3 separate regions of the Mus musculus genome follow, and all the other regions are linked to region 1. A link is a contact called in public Hi-C data. All regions are on one chromosome and are shown on one strand. Each heading gives the region's core, a stretch centred on a gene start, on an enhancer-like site or on the middle of the called end of the contact. The rest is flanking DNA. Distances are from core to core; before and after follow the strand shown. Region 1 overlaps Ptpn13 (protein tyrosine phosphatase, non-receptor type 13). Region 2 overlaps Ptpn13 (protein tyrosine phosphatase, non-receptor type 13). Region 3 has its middle 18 kb from the start of Gm30443.

Evidence for each region. Hi-C and Micro-C count contacts between places; a contact is called where the count stands out from the background.
Region 2: a Hi-C map of Th1 cells shows a contact between it and region 1, with 2.8 times the contacts expected there. The contact joins two enhancer-like sites. A contact is called at or near these places in 2 of 39 promoter capture datasets (hematopoietic stem and progenitor cells and hippocampal neurons), 5 of 484 Hi-C or Micro-C datasets (CD8 T cells, Th1 cells, cranial neural crest and 2 more), 2 of 115 datasets of contacts at active chromatin or transcription factors (the SCID.adh cell line and embryonic stem cells) and 1 of 9 other capture datasets (adipose tissue).
Region 3: a contact with region 1 is called in a Hi-C map of Th1 cells, with 2.7 times the contacts expected there. The contact joins two enhancer-like sites. A contact is called at or near these places in 2 of 39 promoter capture datasets (cranial neural crest and second pharyngeal arch cranial neural crest), 1 of 15 datasets of contacts at CTCF or cohesin (CD8 T cells), 22 of 484 Hi-C or Micro-C datasets (3T3-L1-derived adipocytes, B cells, the CH12 cell line and 14 more) and 4 of 115 datasets of contacts at active chromatin or transcription factors (CD8 T cells, T-cell acute lymphoblastic leukemia, effector CD8 T cells and 1 more).

The regions. Positions count from the first base shown.
Region 1 is chr5:103,440,098-103,444,071 of GRCm38.p6, reverse strand. All of the region lies in intron 1 of Ptpn13 (protein tyrosine phosphatase, non-receptor type 13), which reads right to left. Among named protein-coding and RNA genes, the nearest start is that of Ptpn13, 17 kb to the right of the region's middle. Within about 2 kb of position 1,686, at least 22 of the 459 cell types and tissues checked have an H3K27ac peak or open chromatin away from gene starts, as enhancers often do. A contact at or near this core is called in CD8 T cells, Th1 cells and effector CD8 T cells, where this site is marked.
Region 2 is chr5:103,517,533-103,521,506 of GRCm38.p6, reverse strand. Ptpn13 (protein tyrosine phosphatase, non-receptor type 13) reads right to left here. Exons shown (of 48, transcript NM_011204.2): 9 at 3,938-3,974. Among named protein-coding and RNA genes, the nearest start is that of Ptpn13, 94 kb to the right of the region's middle. Within about 2 kb of position 2,341, at least 45 of the 459 cell types and tissues checked have an H3K27ac peak or open chromatin away from gene starts, as enhancers often do. A contact at or near this core is called in Th1 cells, where this site is marked.
Region 3 is chr5:103,376,161-103,380,134 of GRCm38.p6, reverse strand. No RefSeq gene overlaps it. Among named protein-coding and RNA genes, the nearest start is that of Gm30443, 18 kb to the right of the region's middle. Within about 2 kb of position 2,339, at least 122 of the 459 cell types and tissues checked have an H3K27ac peak or open chromatin away from gene starts, as enhancers often do. A contact at or near this core is called in CD8 T cells, Th1 cells and effector CD8 T cells, where this site is marked.

The sequences.
Region 1 (3,974 bases), core at 437-2,936:
GATCCTTTCTTTTTCATATGTTTGAGGATCATGAAGGATGGCAGCTACTCTTGGCTGTCAATCTGACAACATTTGGGACTAAAACTGAAGTGACTGGTTTACCTGTGAGGAATTCTTTTTCTTAATTAAATCATGGGAAGTGGAGAGATCCACTTTTTATCCACACCTTTTGAGGTGGGAAGACCCACTTTTGATCTGCGCCACACCTCTGCAGGCAGCCAAGTGAAGGCCACAGAGGAAGGAAGCCTTAACTCTGTGCCTGCTTGCTCTCACCCTGCAGGAGCGTGCCTTCCTTCACTGGTGCTACAGCCTACTTCTCTGGGATTCCGGGATACACAGAGGACTATCAGTGACATCCACCCTCCTAGAACAAGCAACTGCTAGACATTTGGACTTTTTGATGGTATACAGCCATTGCTGAACTAGCTGGACCCCAGCCTGTAAGCCATTCTAATAAATGCCCCATGTGCATGCATACACACATGTATGTATATATATAGGCATTCATTCTATAAATTGTGTTCCTCTAGAGAATTCTGACTAATACATGACGATTCCTAATTTTTAACAATATTTAGAAAATTTTAGCCCATATTTTCTCAAGTTTTTATTTCATGCCTCTTTGCCCTCTTCCTCAAGGATTCAAATTTCACATGAATTATTAGGTCACTTGCAGCTTTCATATTCATTGATATCCTGTTCATTTTCAATCTTAGTAAATTTATTGTTCTGTTAATTTTTTGTTGCTATGGCAAAAATACAAACACAACAACCACCACCAACAACAAACAACTTAACAATATAAAGGAGGAAATGGTTAACTTTGGCTCATGGTTTCAGCCCATGTTCATCTGGTTCCACTGAGTGAGAGCTGTGGTGAGGCACAGCACAGATAAGGAGCCCACGCTGGAGCAAAGGGACTCACCTCACAATGGGCAGGAAGGAGAAGGAAAAGGCGAGGGAAGAGGAGAGAGCGCGGAGAGGGAGAACTTAGGGACCTATGCTCCCAGAAGCCGAAGCCCCAACTAGGCCACGCCCTCTAATAGATAACTCTGCTAAGAATTTTTCCGTGGATTAGCCCACCACTGAACATGGTCAAATGTAAGTCATCTCAATAGTAAAAATCAGTTGGTTGGGGACATTTTATACCAAACCCCAAATTTCCCTAACCGTTGCATCTCTGAACGTTTGTTTATACAGAAACACAGTTGGTATACAGCATAAAATTTATTTTAATTTATCCAACAATTTTAACATTTTTGTTATTTATAAGTCAGTCTTGATTACTGAGTTATCTTCTCATTTTTTTTTTCTGCTTATTTGACTCCCAGGGCATTTTTTAATGAATTTTATGTCGGTAAAATGTTCAGTTGACTGTGAAATTATCTGAGGAACTAGAAGTTTGATATTTTTTAGGTATTAAAGATAAGTTAAGCTTATCCAGGTCAATGCGCAGTGGGGGCAAACAACTGTTTCCTACCAGGGAACTTGCCCCCTGCACACCCCAATACCTGGGTGTCTTGAGGTCCTCCAGGCTGCTTTTGGGGGGCACGTTATCACTGGCCTAACATGAGGCAAATGCTTTTCTTCTCGTTCTTTTGTTTGGTTCCTTTTTCAAGCTTGGGTAGGTTCCCTGCACACATGAGAATCTGGTTACTCATCTAGAAACTCAAAGACTCCTTCTTCTGTGGGGCTCCAGCATCCTCCTCACCCCCACTACTCAGCGCCTTGACACCAGCTTTCTGAACCCAGACAGTCATTTCTCTACCAGGTTTCTCCTCTCTGCTGCCACATCCTGGAAACTCTCTCAATGTAGTAAGCAGCAAAATCACACAGCGCAAGCTGTGCCCTCGCCTTGGGGATTGCTGCCTTGTATTACCTGATGTTCACTGTACGAAAAATTCTTTGGGAGAGTTTATCTGTATTCCAGCTTTTGCAGGAAGTCGGGTAAAATTCATTCCTGTTATTCCATCTTTGCTGGAAGCAGAACTCTCACAAGATTATTGTATTTATTTCTCTAAACTAAGTCACAGTAAATGGCATCTCAGCCCAATTTCCCCTGATGGATTGGGGTCAGATCTTACACAGTTAAGAGGTTGGCCCTTTAGATTATTTCTGTGAGTCTTTTCATTAACGGTCTTAAAGCCGGCCATTCTTCTGTTTAAAAGGCACATTTGAAAGGAATAGTATTAAGGCTAAGGAATGTTAATGCTATGAAGAAGAATGTCTGGAAGTTTGTGCCGCCAAAGTCAATTACAACGTGATTTTCCTTCCTCACAGTTTCTCTAAGAAGGATTTTTTCTTTTTTCTTTTTCTTTTTTTTTTTTTTTACAATTCTTGCCAATGAAAAGAACATTCACAGAGACAGCACAGAGACACTGAATGCACAGGCATGAGAAGAATGGCTGGCCTTGAGGAAGACCGACAATAGAGAAATCCTAGAATCCAAGTCCCTGATACATGGACACTTGAGAGATCTTGTGTGTGAGGACTATCCTGATCTTTATACAAAACCCAGTGTTTACTTCAGTGATATAGAAGGGAGGGATAGTGACCAGCCATCTTGAATCATTCCTATCACTATTATCCTCCAATAAATGTCAAGTATATATACATAGTGAATTCACATGAGAGAAGCCAGGACTCGGGCTAGAACACACGCTGCCAAGCCAGGGCCTTGGTTTGGCCTACAGGCTTGCCTTGGTAGGCATGCAGGGCGAATGGCCACAGAATCGTTAACAGATACATACATACATACATATATATATATGTATATATATATATATATATATATATATATATATATATTTTTTTTTTTAAAGCCAATAGTTAGAAGATTCCACAAGTTAAAAGAGATTTCATTCAAAAAATCCTGGAGAAGAGTTAAGAGTTATGGTAGACCTCAAGATAAGCAGCAATAGGCCAGGGCGCCCACGTTCACTGTCAAATCTCTTGTTACCATCATACTGCTCAGGTGCCAGGCCTTTTTTTTTTTTTTTTTTTTTTTCCTCTCCTCTGGATATTTATGAGAAAAAAAAAAACTGAATGGTAATGTCCCAACACATTAAAGTATATGTTGCTAACTTAGAGAAATGCATACAGACATAATCAAAGTAGCCAATCCCTGAGAGGGGGAAGCCCCAGAAAGACGTGCTGCATGTACTGCAGTTCTACATGGAAAGAGGAAGCCACATTTGGCTTTAAAATGGGTTTTGTTTTTTAACCCAGAGCTGGGGATGGAACCCAGGGCCTTGGATATGGCTAGCGGGTTCTACCTGCTGAGCCACAGGCCGAGCAACCTTGGGAAGCCACATCTGGAACACAGTTATAAGTGACAGAAATGCTTTCTGACTACAGGAAGTATTCTCAAGTGTTTAAACAGAAAAGGCAAGTTAGATGCGGCTTACAGTTGGAAACATCGGGGCTGTTTGGGAGGTTCGCAATGGGGAACTGCCATCATGTTATCAGAGAATTACGTTGAGATGTGTCCTTCTCAGTGCACTGCTATTTAGGCAGGGGAAAGACTCTGAACCTGAGGTACACAGTAAGAGATGTGCATACTAAGTCTCTAGTATTGGTCCTCGCGCTTAAACTAACAAAAACAGGAAAACAAACATGGTTTTAGAAATTGCAGTGCTGGTGAGATGACTCTGTGTGTAAAGGTGCTACTGTGCAGGCCCTGTGAGTATGGTCCCCAGAATCCCCTGTGGAAGGAGAGAGTCAACTGCCCGAAGTTGCCGTCCGATTTCAACATGCGCATGGTGGCAAGCACACACGCACATACATGCATGCACACACGTACCATACACACACCAATAATAATACAATTTTAGTTTTTAAATTCAAAAATATAAAGCCAGGGTATGAAATGTATGCCTTTAGTCCCAGCACACCAGCAGAGGCAGGCAGATCTCTGTAAAACCTGGGTCTGGTCTATATAGCAAGTTCCAGGCCAGTCAGGTGAGACTACAGTG
Region 2 (3,974 bases), core at 1,092-3,591, 77 kb before region 1:
GGTTGGTGGCTTAGTCCCTGGGAGCTCTGGGGTAGGGTGTCTGGTTTGTTTGCTATTGTTGTTCTTCCTATGGGGTTGCAAACCCCTTCAACTTCTTCAGTCCTTTCTCTAACTCCTCTATTGGGGACCCTGCACTCAGTCCAATGGTTGGATGTGAGCATCCACCTCTATTTGTAAGGCTCTGGCAGGGCCTCTCAGGAGACAGCTATATCAGGCTCCTGTCAGCATGCACTTGGCATTCACAATAGTGTCTCAATTTGGTAACTGTATATAGGATGGATCCCCAGGTAGGGTAGTCTCTGGATGGCCTTTCCTTCAGTCTCTGCTCTACACATTATCTCCATATGTGCTCCTGTGAGTATTTTGTTTTCCTTCTAAGAAGGACTGAAGCAGGTTCAACATTTCTAAACCAAAGCCATTTTACTTTCTTCCTATGTCTGTCCTTCTTGCAATTATTTACCATTTGCTAAGGACACAATCTTAAGAGTCATCCTTATTTCTCCTTCCTTATAAACTACCAATCTCATTTGCATTGAATCCCGAAGGGACAGCCCATAAGAGCCACATCTGGATTGCCTCCAGCAGTGACTGTGCCGGCTACATTACCTACTTTCCAACTGCCATTCTGTTCTTCCCATCATGCAACAGACACTGCAATGCTAAGTTACATCTTGCCTTTTTGTGCCTTCAGTGATCCATGGCTTCCCTAACATGTAGAGTCCTTAGCATCTGTGACATGCTCACACACTGGGGCCCTGATTTCTTGGCCACTGTCCCTAGTATACAACGTCCTTTATTCATTTTGTTGTGGGCACACTGCTTTTTCACTATTACAGGAAAGGTGACATGTCTCCCTCTCATTAATGAAGAATGTTATTGCTGTGATGGAACGCCATGACCAAAAGCCAGGTGGGAATAGTCTATCACTGAAGGAAGTCAGGACAGGAACTCACACAGGGTAGGAAGCTGCAGACAGGAGGTGGTGCAGAGGCCATGCAGGGTGCTGCTTCCTGGCTTGCTACCATGGCTTGCTTACTCTACTTTCTTATAGAACCAAGGACCACAGCCCAAGAACGGCATCACCCACAATGGGCTGGGTCTTTCGTCATCAATCACTAATGAGAAAATGCCTTATAGGCTTTCCTCCAGCCTAGTCTTAGGAAACATTTTTTAAATTGAGGTTCCCTCTTCTCAGATTACTTTGGCTTGTGCCAAGCTAACATAAAACTACCCAGCACCCTCCCCTACTTCAGCGCCTCTGTATCTGAACACCCCTCCCACTCCTTCACTTGAATTTTATACTCAGTGTCACCCCTTGAGGGACACCTTCTCTGAAAACACTAGCACATAAGGCAGGATCCAGAACCCACTGTCTGACATGCCCGCTGCCCTGTGGGAGTGTTGTTGCCCTCTTCCGACTGTCTGAGGGCCAGCTCTCAAATCTAGTAATCCCTAGGGTGAGGCGTCCTTGTGTGAGCCTTGCTTGTGTGTATTTCGCAGCTCTGCTTCTAGTACCTCAAAGTATCTGCTATATGGTGGATGCCCAGCAGCCGCTGAGTGAATGAGTAAATGTGTTTCTGTAATTTACCTCACCTGGAGTCGAAAGCAGGAAGAACTTGAGTCTTTGCATTGTAAGTCAAATAATACATTTCATTAAGCGAATTTCATTAACTAGAAATAACTTAACAGTAAAAAAGACTTATCACTTTATCTCTTCTAATATAGATGTAAAACATTTCATTAAGAACGGAAGCATTTGAGATATAAAAAACAAAACAAAACAAAACCAAAAACAACAAAAAGACAAAAACAAGCTCCAGACCTAGACAACTATCTCATTGCTGGAGAATGAGTGTCTTATCTGCTGATGCACTGGGGGTGGGGGGGTGGGGGGGGTGGGGGGGTGGGGGGGGTGGGGGGTGGGGGGGGTGGGTGTTTGTTAATATGCTGGGAAAGAAGGCGAGTCACCCAGACAGAGGCATGAGGCAGTGGGAAAAGGCAATGGGTAATGGGCAATGCTGCTCCACGAGCTAAAAGCAGGAGAAAAGGCTAAGAGATACCCTTTGTAAACAGCTCTCAGTATCTTTTTTAGTCACTAAAAGACACTTTTGATAGCTTAGAAATTAGTCATCTTGCCTCGCCTGACACATCATTTCCGGTTCATGTCTTCCCCACCTCACAGCAGAAATCAGAGCACTCACTGGCTTTGTTTTGCCATTTCACTCTAGCTGATGGGAATGGAAAATTTCTCATAAGGAAGCATGCATGCAACATGCAAAACTACAGTGCTACGCGGAGAACCGATCAGGAGCTCCTGGCCATGTGTCACCAGAAACCCTGGCCCACAGCCAGGAGAGCCTGCACTGCCTCTGTAGGAACTTGGGCAGTACGGTAGTCGACATGGACTTGCATGGGCAAGAGAGGGGAGTTCGACAGTTTCTGTGTGACGACAAGTGCACACTGTAGGACCACCCTGCCCCAGACTTCGCTCCTCCACATTTATATCTACGTTAGTTGCTGTGAACATCAGATAAAGCCTCTTCCCCAACAACGTGAGTTAGCAAATTAAGGTGGCCCCCATGTTCACATTTCCATACAAAAAACTCAGAGCTTCAAAACTACGTCTCCTGTGACTCATGGGTTTCAGATTCTTTATTGAGAAAACTGACGCAGTTTCCAAGATGACTTATTTTGAAGACCTGTCTCCTGAATTAAGAGGCTGCAATCTTGAGTCAATGCACAATCCCCATGTTCTCTCTAGTTGTTCTCTCTCTTCCTTCTCTTACTGAAACTACAAAGGGCTGATTTAATTTTCCTAAATCAGACATATAGAGGTGGAAATTCTAAAAACTTCTCCCTCAGGCCAGTACTGAGTGTAAGGTAATTTAGTACTGGCTTCTTACTGCTCATCCCAATGCTGTGGCTTCATCAAGAAAGCAAGTAATACTGAGTACAGAACTACAGAAATAATAAAGAGTCCATCATAACAAAGTAGTAATTAAAATGGCATTATGTAAACAGAAAATTATTTTCTACAAAAAAAATATTACAGATATTTAAAAGAAGTGAAAGAAAAGAATGTGGGCCACTAAGTAGTAATTTTTTAGTATATGAGCTTGACTGTCTGAACCATAGCCATGAATAACTGCTGTAACCACGCCACTAGGATTACATGGTCTATTAACAGTTTACAGGTATGAACACTGTCTGGCATATTCATTAGCTAAGGGTCAGATATTTGAAATTTTCCAGATGGTTCTCCTATCCTCAGAAGCACCTGCAGTCAACAGTGAGTTTAGAGTCTGCACGCTTAGGAAATAGACTTTCAAGCCAACTTTGGATGTCAAGTGTCATCTTAAAGATCTGAAGTCAGCGCTCTGCGTTCCGGCCAGGCAGCTGTGTGTGTGCATGTGGCAGTGATATACATCAATACACTGCTCTTTCAGTTTAAACAAAGCAAAGTTTACATAACTGTGGCACAACTGCCCCAGATCTAGCACACACAGGCACTTACATTTCATAAGAAACTTGTTAAGTATTCCAGTATGGACACGGATGCTACATAACCCCAAATGGGCATTAGAATATGCCAGAGCGGCTCTGTAAGCCAACCAGTGAGCCAATAATTAACTTCTTACTTGATAGCTCACGTCGTGGTAATCTAATTATTCATTCAACCACTTCACCCTGAATACCTGAGCCTGCCCCAGCCTTTCAAGGTACAGATCAATTATTTACATTTTAGAAACAAAGGTTTACTGTTTTCACAGATTTTTAGTGCCATGCCTTTAACCTTGATTGTTATATCCATTCGCACTGACAATTTAAGAAGTCACGTGCCAACTGTAATTAATGAGAGCCACACCAAACAAGGAAGAAGCAAACAAATACAAAACCAACCACCTGAGACGAGAAACCAGTGCTCTCCAAGCCATACCTTGGTCGTGTCTGGCCAGTTTCATCTACTCCGGGAA
Region 3 (3,974 bases), core at 1,090-3,589, 65 kb after region 1:
GACTCATGGTCCAGGCTGCTCTGCAAATCTGTATATAGCCTAGGATGAGACCTTCAACTCGTAATCCCCCTGCCTCAGCCTCTCCAATGCTGGTGTTGTGTGTGTGTTACTGCGCCACTCAGGGTTTTGGTCCTACAGGACCTAGATTCTCAAGTAAACCATGATTACCCAAGTTTTGTTTTGTTTTGTTTTTCTTTCTTTTTTTTTTTTTATGTATTTTCCTCAATTACATTTCCAATGCTATCCCAAAAGTCCCCCACACCCTCCCCCCCACTCCCCTACCCATGTTTTGTTTTTCGAGACAGGGTTTCTCTGTGTAGTCCTGGCTGTCCTGGAACTCACTTTGTAGACCACGATGGCCTCGAACTCAGAAATCCGCCTGCCTCTGCCTCCCAAGTGATGGAATTAAAGGCGTGCGCACCACACCCGGCTCAAGTAAACCATGAAATGCTCAAACTGAAATCAACTTCTGTGTGTTACACAAGAGACTGGTTAAAACAGTGTGAGAGCCATAGTGACTCCAGAGCCTGTGTGGGAAACTCAATGTTCTCCTAAGTGACACAGCTTTTGGTTCATAATTATTTTATTGTTTAAGAGGTTGGGAGGCTGGCCTTGTAGTTCAGCCTGTGCAGCACTATTTGTGGATGTCTCAGGGCATCCATGTTCAAAACTTCAATGGCTACCGCAGCACTTGATGGGACTACCTTCAGTTATATAGACCAGCAGTGACTAACACGTGGTTTTATGGTACAGGTCTGTCATTCTGCAAGATCACAGGACCAAAACTCAGAAAAGCCCCTGTAGTGGTTTGAATATGCTTGACTCAGGGAGTGGCACTCTTAGGAGGTGTTGTCTTCGTGGAGTAGGTGTGGCTTTGTTGAAGGAAGTGTGTCACTGTGGGAGTGGGCTTTGAGACCCTCCTCCTAGCTGCCTGGAAGACAGTCTCTCCTGGTTGCTTTAAAATCAAAATGTAGAACTCTCAGCTCCTTCTCCAGCACCATGCCTGCCTGGATGCTACCATGCTTCTTGCTATGATGATAATGGACTGAACCTCTGGAACTGTAAGCCAGCCCCAATTAAATGTTTTCCTTTATAAGAGTTGCCTTGATCATGGAGTCTCTTCACAGGAACGGAAACCCTAAGACAGCCTCTGGCTTCTGTTGTTGTCAACTTGTGAGTTCTAATAATTCTAGGGGTTGGAGAGATAGATGGCTTAGCAAATTAAAGGCACTTTCAAGGTAAAGGTAGGAGGTGACAGCCAATACCTGCTATGTGTCTTCCAACCTACAAGTGTGCTCTGGTATGAGCTTGCCTATACACCCACCCACCCGGTAAAGAAATGTAAAGAAAGGAAAATTAAGAAAGAAACGGTTAATTCTGATTGAAAGCCCCACCCTTTTCACTTTGAACTGATCCCTGAAATTCTGTTGCCTTGCAGATGTGGCACGGCAGTTTGCCCTTAAGAAGAATTACAGATACTCTCTACTATATATCAAACATGGAACTATATCCTTTAACACGTGAAATAGGTGCTTACTCTCTTTGGATCTATTTAGATTCTGATTTAGATCCCTGACCTGAATGGACGCTGAACAAACGTCTGATGGGTTGACAGGTTCTGTTCTAAGAACTCTTCACGGTCTCGTTCTTCCCCTGCGCTGCTCTGACAACATCCCACTTCCCACAGTCCTCCTCTCTCAGGTGCTGCGCATGCCCACTGTAGAAAACGCAGGACTCAAGATATAGGATGCATACAAGGGTCTGATAACACTTTCTAGTTCTTTTGTTGACTAATGTCTTTTTCATGATAGAACACAAACACATAACAAACAAACAAACAAACAACAACAACAAAACTGAAACAAGCCAACATTCAAAATCACGGTCATCCTGTTTTCTTGCTTCCCTTTCCTAGTCTTTTCTCAAACTCCCCAGGAAGCAAGTCCAAAGATTCTGTCTCCTGAAATCGGGAAGTAGAGCCTGCCGGGTGCCCTCCCTCCCACCCCCAATCCCTACCTCCCTCCTCCTCAGCCAGTCACCAGTTTTTGGTATGGAAAGAAAGGGGGTATCTTGGGCTTGTGTCTGTAACTATGAAGCTGCTTTGTAATCGAAAGCTCTCCTCTGCTCACAGGAAGCAATCGGGTCAGAACAACTTCCTCTCAACAGTTCAAGGGGCTGATTGTCTCCCAAGCTTATCACATAGACTCCCAGAAATCCCCGCGGGCAATAGAACATAAATGACCTTTTTTTTTTTTTTTAAATGGTCACCCAAGTACACTCATCTCAAAGTAGCTTTTCTGAGCCTTATTGATTTATTAAATGGGCTTGCAAGTTTTTACTGGTCACAATGAAAGATTTGAAAGAGCACGCAAGTAGGCGACGACGCTTCAAGTCACTGACATTTGTGGCTCTAAGCAACTACAGAGATAAGATATTTCTGGTCAGAGTGCTGAGTGCACAGTGGCTACAATGTAGTCAGTGATCAGCCTCAGGAAGCAGCGGGTTTCCTTCCCCATCCCTCCTGTCCCTCCGGGAGAAGGTTGTTTGTGGCCCAGTGTGAACACTGAAGCCGGCCATCAGCTGCCTTGTTTAAAATGCGAGGGATCTTTATTCTGTGTGGCCTCCTGCTTCCCCACCTCATGTTAGGAACCTTTTTCCTGCTCAGGGATTAAAATCCTAAATACCGGAAAGGCGCTGCACATTACTGGATTCAGAACAATGACTTCCTCTCTCCAGGACAAGCCCTTCTGAGGCATTCTCTGGAACTGATAACCTTATGGGAAGTCCTTCATCCTCCCACACCTCCAACTTCTCTCTTTTAGCAACATTAACCTGGGCCAGGAGTTTCTCCCTCTGCCTCCCAGTCCCAGTCTCATCTTTCATGACATGTCTGCTGAGGTCTTGCCTGCAGTTCTGTGGAGGGGATGCCTCGCCTTCTCGTTCTTTTTAAAAGGTCCGTGGTTTTTTTGTTTTTTTGTGGCATGGCTGTCTCTTATTTTCTCCGCTGGTTTCCCCTTCCTTGGTGACTCACTGGGTCTCTTCAGATCTCATGCTGAAGCTCCGTGTTACTGTTTTCTTTGGCCAGGGAGCTTGACTCCCACACACTCGACTCCCCTCACTCCCCTGGTTGCTCTTGCCAAGGTTGCAGCGAGCTTAATTGTATCTTTTTTGTATGTTCAGTTTTTTATTTTAGTTCTTCACTTTCTTTTTAGCGTTTGAGAAATTTTGTTTTGTTAGAATTGAGTCACTCAGTTCATGTACATTCAGTTCTCCCCTTTGTAGAAGTTAGGGTGATCGCAGCGATGAATGGCAGTGGATTTTCACAACATGAACAGGAAGGCTCGAGAGTTTCTGTTTTCCTCTTCAGATGTGAGCGATGTTTCACCCAGCACATCCCTCTGATACGGGGTGAGTTTGTATTTACGAAACCAGAGAAAACCTTCAAACACGGATTACAGAGAGTCCACAGTTCCCAGAGGAAGTAGCAAGGAGATGATACAAGAATAGAAGAGAAAGAGAAACGTATCTGGAAGTTAGTTCGATGAGATCATGGTTAGCTTTAAACTGATGTAATGGTTGCTTGTCTAGTCATTAATAGTCCTGCTTTCTCTTTCTATGTCCAAAGACTTCCTCAACCTTCAGCCCCACCCAAACACACAAAGCAGGGAGATACTGCATCTCTCCCTGGGGCCTCCTGGGATTCCTTTGCCTGGATGCCTCCAGGAGCTTAATCTCTCTAAAGTGCTGGGGATTGAACCCAGAGCCTCATGTATGCTGGGTCAGTGCTCTGTTTCATTGAGGCCCAGTCTCCATTATACTTCTTACTCCGGGAAAAAGGTTGTTGTTGTTGTTGTTGTTTTGCCACAGGCTACTGTTAAATGAAATACGAAGGGTTTTTCTTCATTCTGTTCGTTGTTGCTTGGGCACCATCCCAACCTCGCTGCTTGGGCTCCTGCTGTAGATCGCAGTGACCT